2 separate regions of the Mus musculus genome follow, and region 1 is linked to region 2. A link is a contact called in public Hi-C data. All regions are on one chromosome and are shown on one strand. Each heading gives the region's core, a stretch centred on a gene start, on an enhancer-like site or on the middle of the called end of the contact. The rest is flanking DNA. Distances are from core to core; before and after follow the strand shown.

Region 1 (4,918 bases), core at 1,005-3,504, 77 kb before region 2:
GAAGAGCGCAGCAGGCAGGTGGAGTAGGTGGAGATATTTAGCAAGTGGCAGGCTCTGTTCTGGGTGACTATGAGTGCTGACATTCAGTTTCTCTCACCACAGTGAGGTGGGGAATTTCAGATAGTCTGGGAAGAGTCAGGCATGGGAAGGCTTTGCAAGGAGGCACTTAAGGAGAAGGTGTGAAAACTCTGCAGGCTTGACTCCTCAGTAATTAGAAAAATTGTAATTGGTTTTCAAGAAGAGAGCTACTTGAGCTCTTGGGTCTCTGTTCTTGCTCCAAATAGCTGCTTTTGCAGGCAATGGCTCAGTTTTAATAGTTAAGAAAAGAAAAGAAGGGGGGGGAGGGAAGGGAAGGGAAGGGAAGGGAAGGGAAGGGAAGGGAAGGGAAGGGAAGGGAAGGGAAGGGAAGGGAAGGGAAGGGAAGGGAAGGGAAGGGAAGGGAAGGGAAGGGAAGGGAAGGGAAGGGAAGGGAAGGGAAGAAGCCAGGTAAGGTCAGGGTCAGCCTGAGGTGGGATAGACTCCAGCTACTCTCGACCTTCCTGCCTGGCTCCGCTCTCACTGTACCACTGCTTATTATTGGCAATGTTTCCGGCTTCACTTCAGGATCTCACAATTGGATAACTTGGCGGCATCTCAGAGGTTTCTTAATACCTCCTGGGGAATGTTGCTCTAGTCAAGGCTGGTTCAATCTGGAAATACCATCCTCACCTTGCCCCCATTTTGACCGACACATATGTTGGTCTTTGGTCTAATTAAGCACTGATTAATTATTTATTCCTCCTCCCACCTCTCCTCTGCCTCCCTCTTTCTCCTTCCCCACCCCGCTATGAGACAAGACCTCAGATAGGGGAGGTTGGCCTTGGTACCCATCAGAGGATGACCTTGACTTTCCAGCCTCCACATCAGGTTTATACCACCACATCTGGTTTAGGAGGTGCTGTGGATGGGAACTAGGGCTTTCTGTGTTTTACCTAAGCACTCTACTGACAGAACTACATCCTTAGCCTCTACCACATTAACTTTTTGTTGTCTTACCAACACACATTGCACAATACACAAATGAATGGATTCTATCACACATATACAATGGCATATTCTGGTGGCAAACACCTGTCAAGGATTTTATTTTATGCTTCTCTGGCTAAGAGACTCTCCGTAGTGCCCCTGGGACGATCTTCTATCAACCTGCTTAACAGGGCTTGGCAGTTGAGTTTTTGCTCTTAAACAGTTTTGTAACCCTACTCATTAAAACCCAGTGTATGGTGTTGTGTCTCTTAAATTGATGGCTGTGACTCGTGGGGCTGAGATGACCTAATTAATCTTCAACCTCTAATGAATTCAAACTCTCTTCACCTTTGTTTCCCTTGCTACCAAAGTCACTGAGGTGAGAGACAGCATGCATTTGAAGTGCCCCCAAAACACATCCTCTCAGTGTAAGAGAACTCCTCTTGCCGTGTTACCGCACAGGTATAAATTACTTCTGCTTTGTCAGTTTAGGGTCACTGGCCTGGAACTCTCTAAGTAGGCTAGGGTGGCTGGCCAGCAGGCACCAGGGATCCTCCTGCCTCTACCTTCCCAGCCCTGGGATCATGATGCCCACCACGTTCACTGCTTTAAAGTGGGTTCTGGGATGCAAACTCAAATCCTCTCCCCTACGAGATGGGTACATTACTGACTGAGGCCTTGGGCTGAGATCCATTTACATATCAGATCTGGCCCAGTGCCCTGCTTTGATCATTGGTCTTTGGTGAAATAATTCTCATTTGTTTCTTGCTTTTTTTTTTTTTTTTTTTTTTTTTTTTTTGCCTAGATCTCTCAGCTTAGCATCAAATGGGCTCTTTCTGGCTGTATAAAAGAGGAAAACACTCCATTAGTGCAAGGGCTGTGTTGTCGATCGAGAAAAACTCAGGCTGTAAACCAATGATTTCAAAGACAACAGAGATTTTATATACATTCCTTTGGCTTTTGAGTTAGTATCTTCAACAAGGTCAGGCCTGTAATACCAGAACCTAGTAGATGGAGGTAGAAGGATCAGGAGTTCAAGTTGTTCTCTGCCACGTAGTGAGTTCAAGACCTGTCTGGGCTACAAGAGACCCTGTCTCAAAAACAAGCAAATAAAAAAACACTGGGTGCGCCAGCCGTGGACTTTTGCATCTCTACAGTAGAGGAGGTTTGGATGTGGAGTATAGGTTGGGTTGTCAGTGTACAGAGCAATCTCCACCCTCCCTCTCTATGAGCATGGGGGCGGTGCCACTTGGCTGAGCTGTACAGAAACTGTTTTATGTGTATGTACATGCATGGCTGCACACCCACCCACGCACCATCATTTATCCAATTAGGCCATGGCATCTTACATGGGTCTAAGCCGTGGGTCAGGTCCCTGTGACAGGCTGGGAAGAGAGTCATCAGAGCTGAGTGCCAGCACTACTTGAGATGTGCCTGGTGTTTTCCGTATTAATGGCGCCTCGGTGCCTTGGGGAGGTGTTGTCTGTTGCCTTTTGCAATTCTCTATCAAATCAATCTCTTCCAAATGGCTGCACACCATGTTTGACGCACAAAACTCAACAGCGGATGCGATGGCGAGGCTTTATCGTTGACACTGACAGCGAGCTGGGGCTGAGGGGTAAGGGTGATGATACGAGTTCCTGTTCTGGATCTAGAGGCTTGATGGCAGTGCCGCGAGGTTCCAAGCATAAGCAAAATAGTCCTTTTCTCCCTGAATGGGAGACCTAGTGACAGTAATTCTTTCTGCTTTTGTTTTGTTCGGATTGAAATAGGACCCCTTGTCGCAGTGTAGGCCTATCATAGTCCAGGCTGACTCCAGCAAACTTCCGGTTGTAAAGTTCAGAGACCAGGGGTTGGGGATTTAGCTCGGTGGCAGAGTGCTTGCTTGTTCAGCAAGTGCAAAGCCCTGGGTTGGGTCCTCAGCTCCAGGCTGGGGATCAGGGGTGTGAGGAAAGAGACAAAATAACAACAACAACAAAAGAACCAAGAAAAGAAAAGACAAGAAAACAAAGGAAGGAAGGAACAGAGAAAGAGAGAGAGCGCGAGGGAGAGGGGGGGGGGGAGAGTGAGAGAGCGAGAGCGAGGGAGAGAGAGAGAGAGAGAGAGAGAGAGAGAGTTCAGACAGTTACTCAGACCACACTGCCTGCAGTCACCCTGCTGCTGAGAGGTTACCACACCCTCTCTCATCCAGGTGCCAGGCGCCAGGATTCCTCCCCATGGCTAGCAAGCTCACCCATGGCCACTGTCCTGCTCCACACCCGTCCCCTTCCCCAGGCCTATGGGAAATCAGTCTGGGGACAGGCTTGTGCTGTGAACAACCTCCTCCTTCAGAGAGCTCGAAGAGATCCCCTGCCCCCTTCTGCAACATGGGCCCAGATTCTTCTGGTCAGTGCTCCTGCCATGGGGTCAGTCTTTGGTGCTGGGGCCTGGACTTTCCTCAGAGCCCCAGCTATGCTATTGTCTATCTGTTGGTTCACAGCCTTAACAGCTTTTTAAATAAACTCCACACCCTCGGCAGCCCATCTTAGTGTCCTTATTTAACAGTACCCCCATTCAAAACCCTCACCAGCCCTCCTTCTTCCTGAGTTCTGGGTCTATGGCACATGAGCGCTGGGGTTGCAGTCACATACACTATAGGGCACACTCTTCTCATACAGAGCTAGGGATGGAGCCCGGGGCTGCAGTCCAGCCCTGCCCTTTCTGTTTAGACTTGAAAATACTTTCAGATGCATTAGCTATTGAGAAAGGTATGACCCCTGCTGGACTCAAAACCCTTAGTCTTGTCAGCCTGGAGCCCCAGGAGGGGCCCGGCCATTATCTCTCTCTCCTGCTGGCTCCTTTTTGTGTGGGAGACTTTTGTCTCCTAAAATGAAAAACTTGGCCTCAGAGAGAGGCATTCTGCTGGTGGGTAAGGAGTCCTGCCGGGCCATTTGCAAAAGGTTCAGATTCTTACTGCCACTTCTTAGTGACTCTTTTTATGTTGGAGCTTATTTTGCAAGCTAAAATTAGGCCCATGTAATTCCCGGCCCAGCTTCCTTCCAGAGGTAGCTACAACGGGCTAGCTGGTGTGGCTTCTTTCCTAGTTTAGGGGTTAATGAGAAATACCGCAGCAAAGGCTTTCATGGTGATTATAGTCACTTTGTAGAATTTCCTGGGCAGGTCACAGTCTGTGACTTCATCTTCTTAGAATCTCGGTCAGTTTTCAAAATCCTCATAGCCTCTCTAGTCTGCCTTTGTACTCCCTGGGCCCCACCCACTACCTGACTAGTAATATCCCTTTTCTTTTTCTCATTTTAAAATGTGTGTGTGCTCGTGTGTGTGTGTGTGTGTGTGTGTGTGTGTGTGTGTGTGTGTGTGTATTTGTGTTACACAAGTACCATGTCATATGGAGGTCAGAGAATAACATTGGATACAATACATACATGCTAAGTGTTCTTGTGGCTGGATGATTTTTAGAGCTTCTAACTTCTCTCCACTCTCTAGTCCACACCCATTTGTGAGAGTGTCTTTCTCTTACTTAATCAATAGTCTAGCCTTACCATGTTCTATATGTCCCTGTTCCAATTCTTTGCTCCAGGACACATGCACCTGGAAATCTCAGCAGATGTTCTCGGAACTCAGATCCATACCTGTAACTGTCCTCATCTTCTCTCACTGGAGAAAAATCCCACACTCCAGTCTTACTTCTGTGTGGATGAATCCCAGAATCCCCATGGCCTGGTGATGTTCCTGGATCAAGTCCTTCAGAAAGACCTGTCTTGTTCAAGTGTACCTCATTACTTTTTGGTGGTTGTGGGGGTAAGGCTCATGTATCCTGGACTGAACTCAAACTCAATATGTAGTCAAGTATAACCTTGAATTGCTGATTCTCCCATCTCTCCTTCCTGAGTGCTGGAATGAAAGTTGTTCACCA
Region 2 (5,041 bases), core at 291-2,790:
CTGTCTGCCATACTACAATTATCTTGCCTTCTCAGTGTTCAGTTGGTGACAGGTTCCACATTGTACTCTTGTCTCTAGAGACCTTGACACACAGGAGGAACAAAGGTCAGGTGTTTTGTAAGCTGTAATTTAGTTTGGGCTTATTTGATAGTCTTCCCATTAAATGGAGACCATAGATTATTTGGGCGTGAGTCACAATAGAGACACAGCCCCAGCCCCTTACAGGACATATGGCATTGGCATAGCTTATGGTGGTGATGTTAACTTTTGTTAACTTGAATAGATGGTGTTTGGTGGGTTTAAACCATTTAATGTTACCATTTCCCCATTTCTTTAATTTTTTAAATTAGATTTTAATTTTAGTGTGTATGCTTATGTGTGTGAGGGTGTGTGTCTATGTGTGTCTATGTGTGTGTATGACGCACTCACATTCCAGGATGCATGTACACTTGCCACAGCATGGTTGGAGGGTCAAGGACAGCTCAGGGTAGTGAGTTCCCTCCTTCACCATGTGAGTCCCAGGGATTGATCTCGCATCAGCCGGCCTAGCAGCAAGCACTGTCACCTTGAACAATCTCAGCTGCCTCAGTCTCCCTTTTCCTGTTATATCTGCAGTTTAGATGCTCTAGGTTCAGCTCAAGTTCAAGGAGAGCTGGTGACCTGGGGCTGATTGACCTTCCTAGATGAAAGAGTGGATGAGAATTTGTGAGCACATGCCGGCAGAGCTGCCCCCTGCCATTGGTGGGTGTCTTGTGAGCGATGCTCAAACTGTACAGAGACCACAAGCCTGGAGAGGTGATTTTCTAAATGATTTAGTTAAGTTTTAGGCCTGGCAAACCAAGCTGTCTCCTTTGTCCCTGCGTCTGTCACTGGGATAGCAAATTTATTAATAAAATGCTTTAGGAAGATCCTATTTCTCCGTGGATATCTGCTACCGTGTTGGATTTCTGCTGGCAGGTGCATTTTAATTCGGGAGAACCTGGTGGCTGGGTCTCAGGGGAGCAGCGCGTGGCAGCGCGTGGCAGCGCGTGGGCGCACAAAGGAAGTCTCAAGGGGCCTGCTGTCGAGAGATAGCAGTGAAGACTCCAGCTTCGCACAAGTGACTCACCCATTTGCTTGCAAACGTTAACGCAGCACCTACGGGCAGTGCTAACATCACGTCAACAGTGGACTATTTTTAGGCACCACTTTTTCTTACCTTGAAGACTATCTTTGAAATCTCAATTGTGTGAACGAAAAAAAAAAAAACACACTGTGTTTTAAGTATCTCTAGCCGTAAGTGATTCTGTGGCTAATCCAGTGAGAAAGGATTCTTGGGCCGTGATGTGGCTCTAAAACTCTCAATTGGATGCTTTGTGAATTATCAGTAGAATATTGCTTAGCCATTGTTCTTGGCATTATCATCAACCCTGTTGACAATCAATGATTGCTGTGTGTTTTAGCAGAATAGTAAGAAGAGAGGGAATACATAATGGCTTTGTAAATATTAGTCTGGCTGCTTTTAATCATCGTCTCAACGCCAGTCACACAGGCGAACACTGGCGGTATACCGCCACCTGGTGGTAGCTTGCCTGACTGGCTACCTGCTCCTGGCACAAAGCAGGCAGCTGTGACAAGGGGTCTTGAGATGATTGTTCCAGCAAGAGATAACATGTCAAAATCTGGACTGCTCTCTCCTAGGATGATTTCCTGTTCAGCGTCTCCATTCTAAGCGGGATCCTTTGCAGCGTACTGGCTGTGCTGAAGTTTATGCTGGGGAAGGTCCTGACAAGCAGGGCTCTCATCACAGACGGTGAGTGGTGCGGGCATACACTGTCTGATGGCTGAGCTCGGAGACAAGAAAGGTCCTGCCTGGATGCTGTTAGATGCTGAGGTCTTGCAGATGAATTCAATGATGAGGGGACCCATTCACCCCATCCCTATTCCCCAAACTGCCTACTTCATGAAACTTGGAGCTAGTGTCTACCACCCTGAGTCAAATGACATAAAATAGAGCAGAAATGGCTAGGTTCCTTTTGGTTTCCTAAGACAGGGTCATGTAGCTCAGGCTGACCCTACACTTTCTTTCCTCCTGTTTTACACTCATGTGTGTTGGGATTACAGGAGTGTGCCACCATACCTGGTCTTTTATTTTATGAAGGAAAGAGATGGAGCTATAGTTTAAAGAGTTTATAGAGTGCTTGCCCGGCATGTACAAGGCTTGGGGGTTGAGCCTCAGTAGGGCATCATCTGGGTGTAGTGGTGCACACCTGTCTATCGTCGCAGCATTAGAGAGGTGGAGGCAGGGGGACCATAAATTCAAGGTTATCCTTGGCTTCTTAGTAAGTTCCAGGCCTGCATAGGCTACATGAGATCCTGCCTCAAAAACCAAACCAAACATCAGTCAAATGGATTGGAGGTTGAGACATCTTTCTCTTGGGGACATAGCTGTGGCCCAGGTTCTTAAATCAAATGAGCACAGAGCCTGGTGGGGCCTTGGTGTCTCTAAGCTACAGGTTCTGTGCCTCCCTCATCCTGTTTTCACCCCCGGGGTGCCTGGAGGAGTCACAGGGTAGTCAAAACCACCTTCTGCTGTCCCCACCTCTGCTGTGAGAAAGCCTGAAGCCTGCCTGTGGTGTCCCCCAGACCCGCCCATGATCATGAAGACTGTGGCTATGGTAAAATATCCAGACAAAAGCCAACTTAGGGGAGAAAGGTTATTTGGGCTTAGACTTCCAGCATCGTCTCAGGGAAGTCAAGGCAGGAATTTGTAGCAGCTTATCACAATACAAGCATAGTCAAGGGCAGAGAGAATGAACGCATGCTTGCTCATTAGATGCCGGCTAGCTTTCTCTACTCTCTGCAGCTGAGTGTCCGAATCCAAGGAGCGGGGCCACTCCCTTTTAGGCATTCTTCCTGCAAGAATCAAGTCAATAGGCACGATTCTCCACAAACCCACAGGGCAACCTGATCTAGACCATCCCTCATTGAGACTTCCTTGTCCAATGGTGCTAGACGGTGTCAATTTGACGAGGACTGTCACAGAGCATGACCTCATCTCCCTGGACGGAGGTGCTTGGTGCCAGTGGGAGTGCTTTCCCCTTAGCCTCAGAGATATTCGATACTCAGATCTGCGTCTGGGCTTCACTGCACTTCTCACCCCTCCCCCACCACTGTGATGAGTGTGTTGCATATGTCCTTTCCCTGATAATGGGGTGTCTGGTGAGATACCTAGAAAATTCCAGCCTCGTGGCTAAGAATGGAGAGAGAAGCCTTAAGCTCTTGCTAATGATACTGAGAGTCTTGCTTCTCTGTACTGGTGAGAGGCTTTAGTCCAGTTTAGTCATGACTCCACAGGGGGGGTCACATATCAGCTATCTTGCATATAAAATACTTACATTATGGTACATAACAGTAATAAAATGACAGTTATGAAGTAGCAGCAGAAATAATTTTATGGTTGGGTGTGTGTGTGTGGGGGGGGGTCACCACAACATGAGGAACTGTGTCAAAGGGTTGCAGGATTAGGAAGGGTGAAAAGCACAGCTTTATCCAGATGCCTGGGGGAGGGGCTCTCTTCTCACCCCATCCAAATCTTCTCTCCATTTGTCTTGCTTCTTTTTGATGCATGCCCTGAAGCTGTTCCTCTGCTGAGGCAGAGCCAAGAACCTTTGCTCCCCAAAGAGAGAGGAAGCAATGTCCCCATAGAGACCTCTTAGACTATAAGCTCAACATTCCCTTACCTGTTCCCATGGGGTTGATGCATCCTGGACTGGTTTGGCTACTCAGGTCCTGTGTGTGTGTGTGTGTGTGTGTGTAGAGTTGGTGTCTTTACATCCAAGAAGCAGGTCTTCAGGGAAGAGGGATAGCAACTGGTGGATGGTGGTGTCACGGAGGGTTGACAAGCATCTTCATGATGCTTAATTGGTCTTGGTCCAGTTGGCTTATTTCTCTAGATATTCAGCAAATATACAAGCGTGCCCTCAGGATGGGGCCAGGAATGTAGCTCTGTTGGTAGAGCACTTGCCTAAATGAGTGAAGATCTGGGTACCTAGAATATCAGGCATGGGGGGGGTGTTGTACACCTAGAATCCCAGCGCTTTGGAAGAGTGCAGAAGGATGAGTTCAAGGTCATCCTGGGTGAGTGTGAGGACAGCCTGGGCGACAAGGGTAAAGTCCTGAGCAACAAGTGACTAGAAAAAGTAAGTCAAAAGTATGTGAGAGGTGTCCCTGGTGAAATTTCAAATAAAGGCTGACAGATTGGAGGAACCAGGGAACCCTCTGATGGGGCTCTCATTTGCACCCAACACCTCTGTGAAAAGCCTTCTCAGAATGTTCTACATGCATTTAATGGCACGAATCACACAGATTTCAATATAGACCTTACAGTCAAGCCAGTGGTATCTCCAGTTCACACAGATTCAGCCATTCTGTGCTGTCAAAGCAACTGCGGGATTTACTTCTCAGAGCAGCCCTAGGTTAGAAGGGAGGGCACAGCCTGCATCTGTAAGTGACTGCTAGAGACTAGTGTGTGTGTAATGGGGCTCCAGCCCCTTCAGGACCCGAGTTTCATCTCCCGAAGTCAACTGGAAGAAACCCTTGGCATAGTAGTGTTGTATCCCCGTGATTCCAGTCCTGGCAGAGGTCGCTGGCTTCAGGCCACCCAGCTTCAGGTTCAGTGGCTGGACTTGAAAAAACAAGGTAGACTGTGATATACCAATGGCAGGTGAGGGTGGCCTTTATTCTGTCTCTGCCTGATTGACTCTGCCTTTTTCTTTCTCTGTCTTTCTGTTTCTCCACCTCTCTATGTCTTTCTGTGTCTGTCTGATGTGCATGTGGGGACACACACACACACACACACACACACACACACACACACACACACAGGCACTACACTGAAGGAAGTGGGAGGGGAGATTGGAATTAGTCCCTGGTCCCTGCTTTCGTGAAAGAGAAGCCCATCAGGAGCCAGGCAAAGGCAAGGGAAGCCAAGGTCACCTCCGGAAGGGTTAGGCTAAGGAGGTGAGTTGGCCAGCAGAACAGGGCTGTCCGTGGTGCTGAC

What was found. A called contact is a pair of places that touch in the nucleus more often than the background predicts.
Region 1: a Hi-C map of centroblasts shows a contact between it and region 2, with 2.2 times the contacts expected there. The contact joins two enhancer-like sites. A contact is called at or near these places in 12 of 484 Hi-C or Micro-C datasets (B cells, CD4 T cells, the CH12 cell line and 7 more), 5 of 115 datasets of contacts at active chromatin or transcription factors (effector CD8 T cells, embryonic stem cells, extraembryonic endoderm stem cells and 1 more) and 2 of 9 other capture datasets (adipose tissue and pancreatic islet).

What each region holds. Positions count from the first base shown.
Region 1 is chr1:127,574,722-127,579,639 of GRCm38.p6, reverse strand. The region is part of intron 2 of Tmem163 (transmembrane protein 163); the gene reads left to right. Among named protein-coding and RNA genes, the nearest start is that of Gm41947, 98 kb to the right of the region's middle. Within about 2 kb of position 2,254, at least 28 of the 459 cell types and tissues checked have an H3K27ac peak or open chromatin away from gene starts, as enhancers often do. A contact at or near this core is called in B cells, centroblasts and centrocytes, where this site is marked.
Region 2 is chr1:127,496,935-127,501,975 of GRCm38.p6, reverse strand. Tmem163 (transmembrane protein 163) reads left to right here. Exons shown (of 8, transcript NM_028135.2): 6 at 1,681-1,792. Among named protein-coding and RNA genes, the nearest start is that of Gm41947, 20 kb to the right of the region's middle. Within about 2 kb of position 1,540, at least 20 of the 459 cell types and tissues checked have an H3K27ac peak or open chromatin away from gene starts, as enhancers often do. A contact at or near this core is called in B cells, centroblasts and centrocytes, where this site is marked.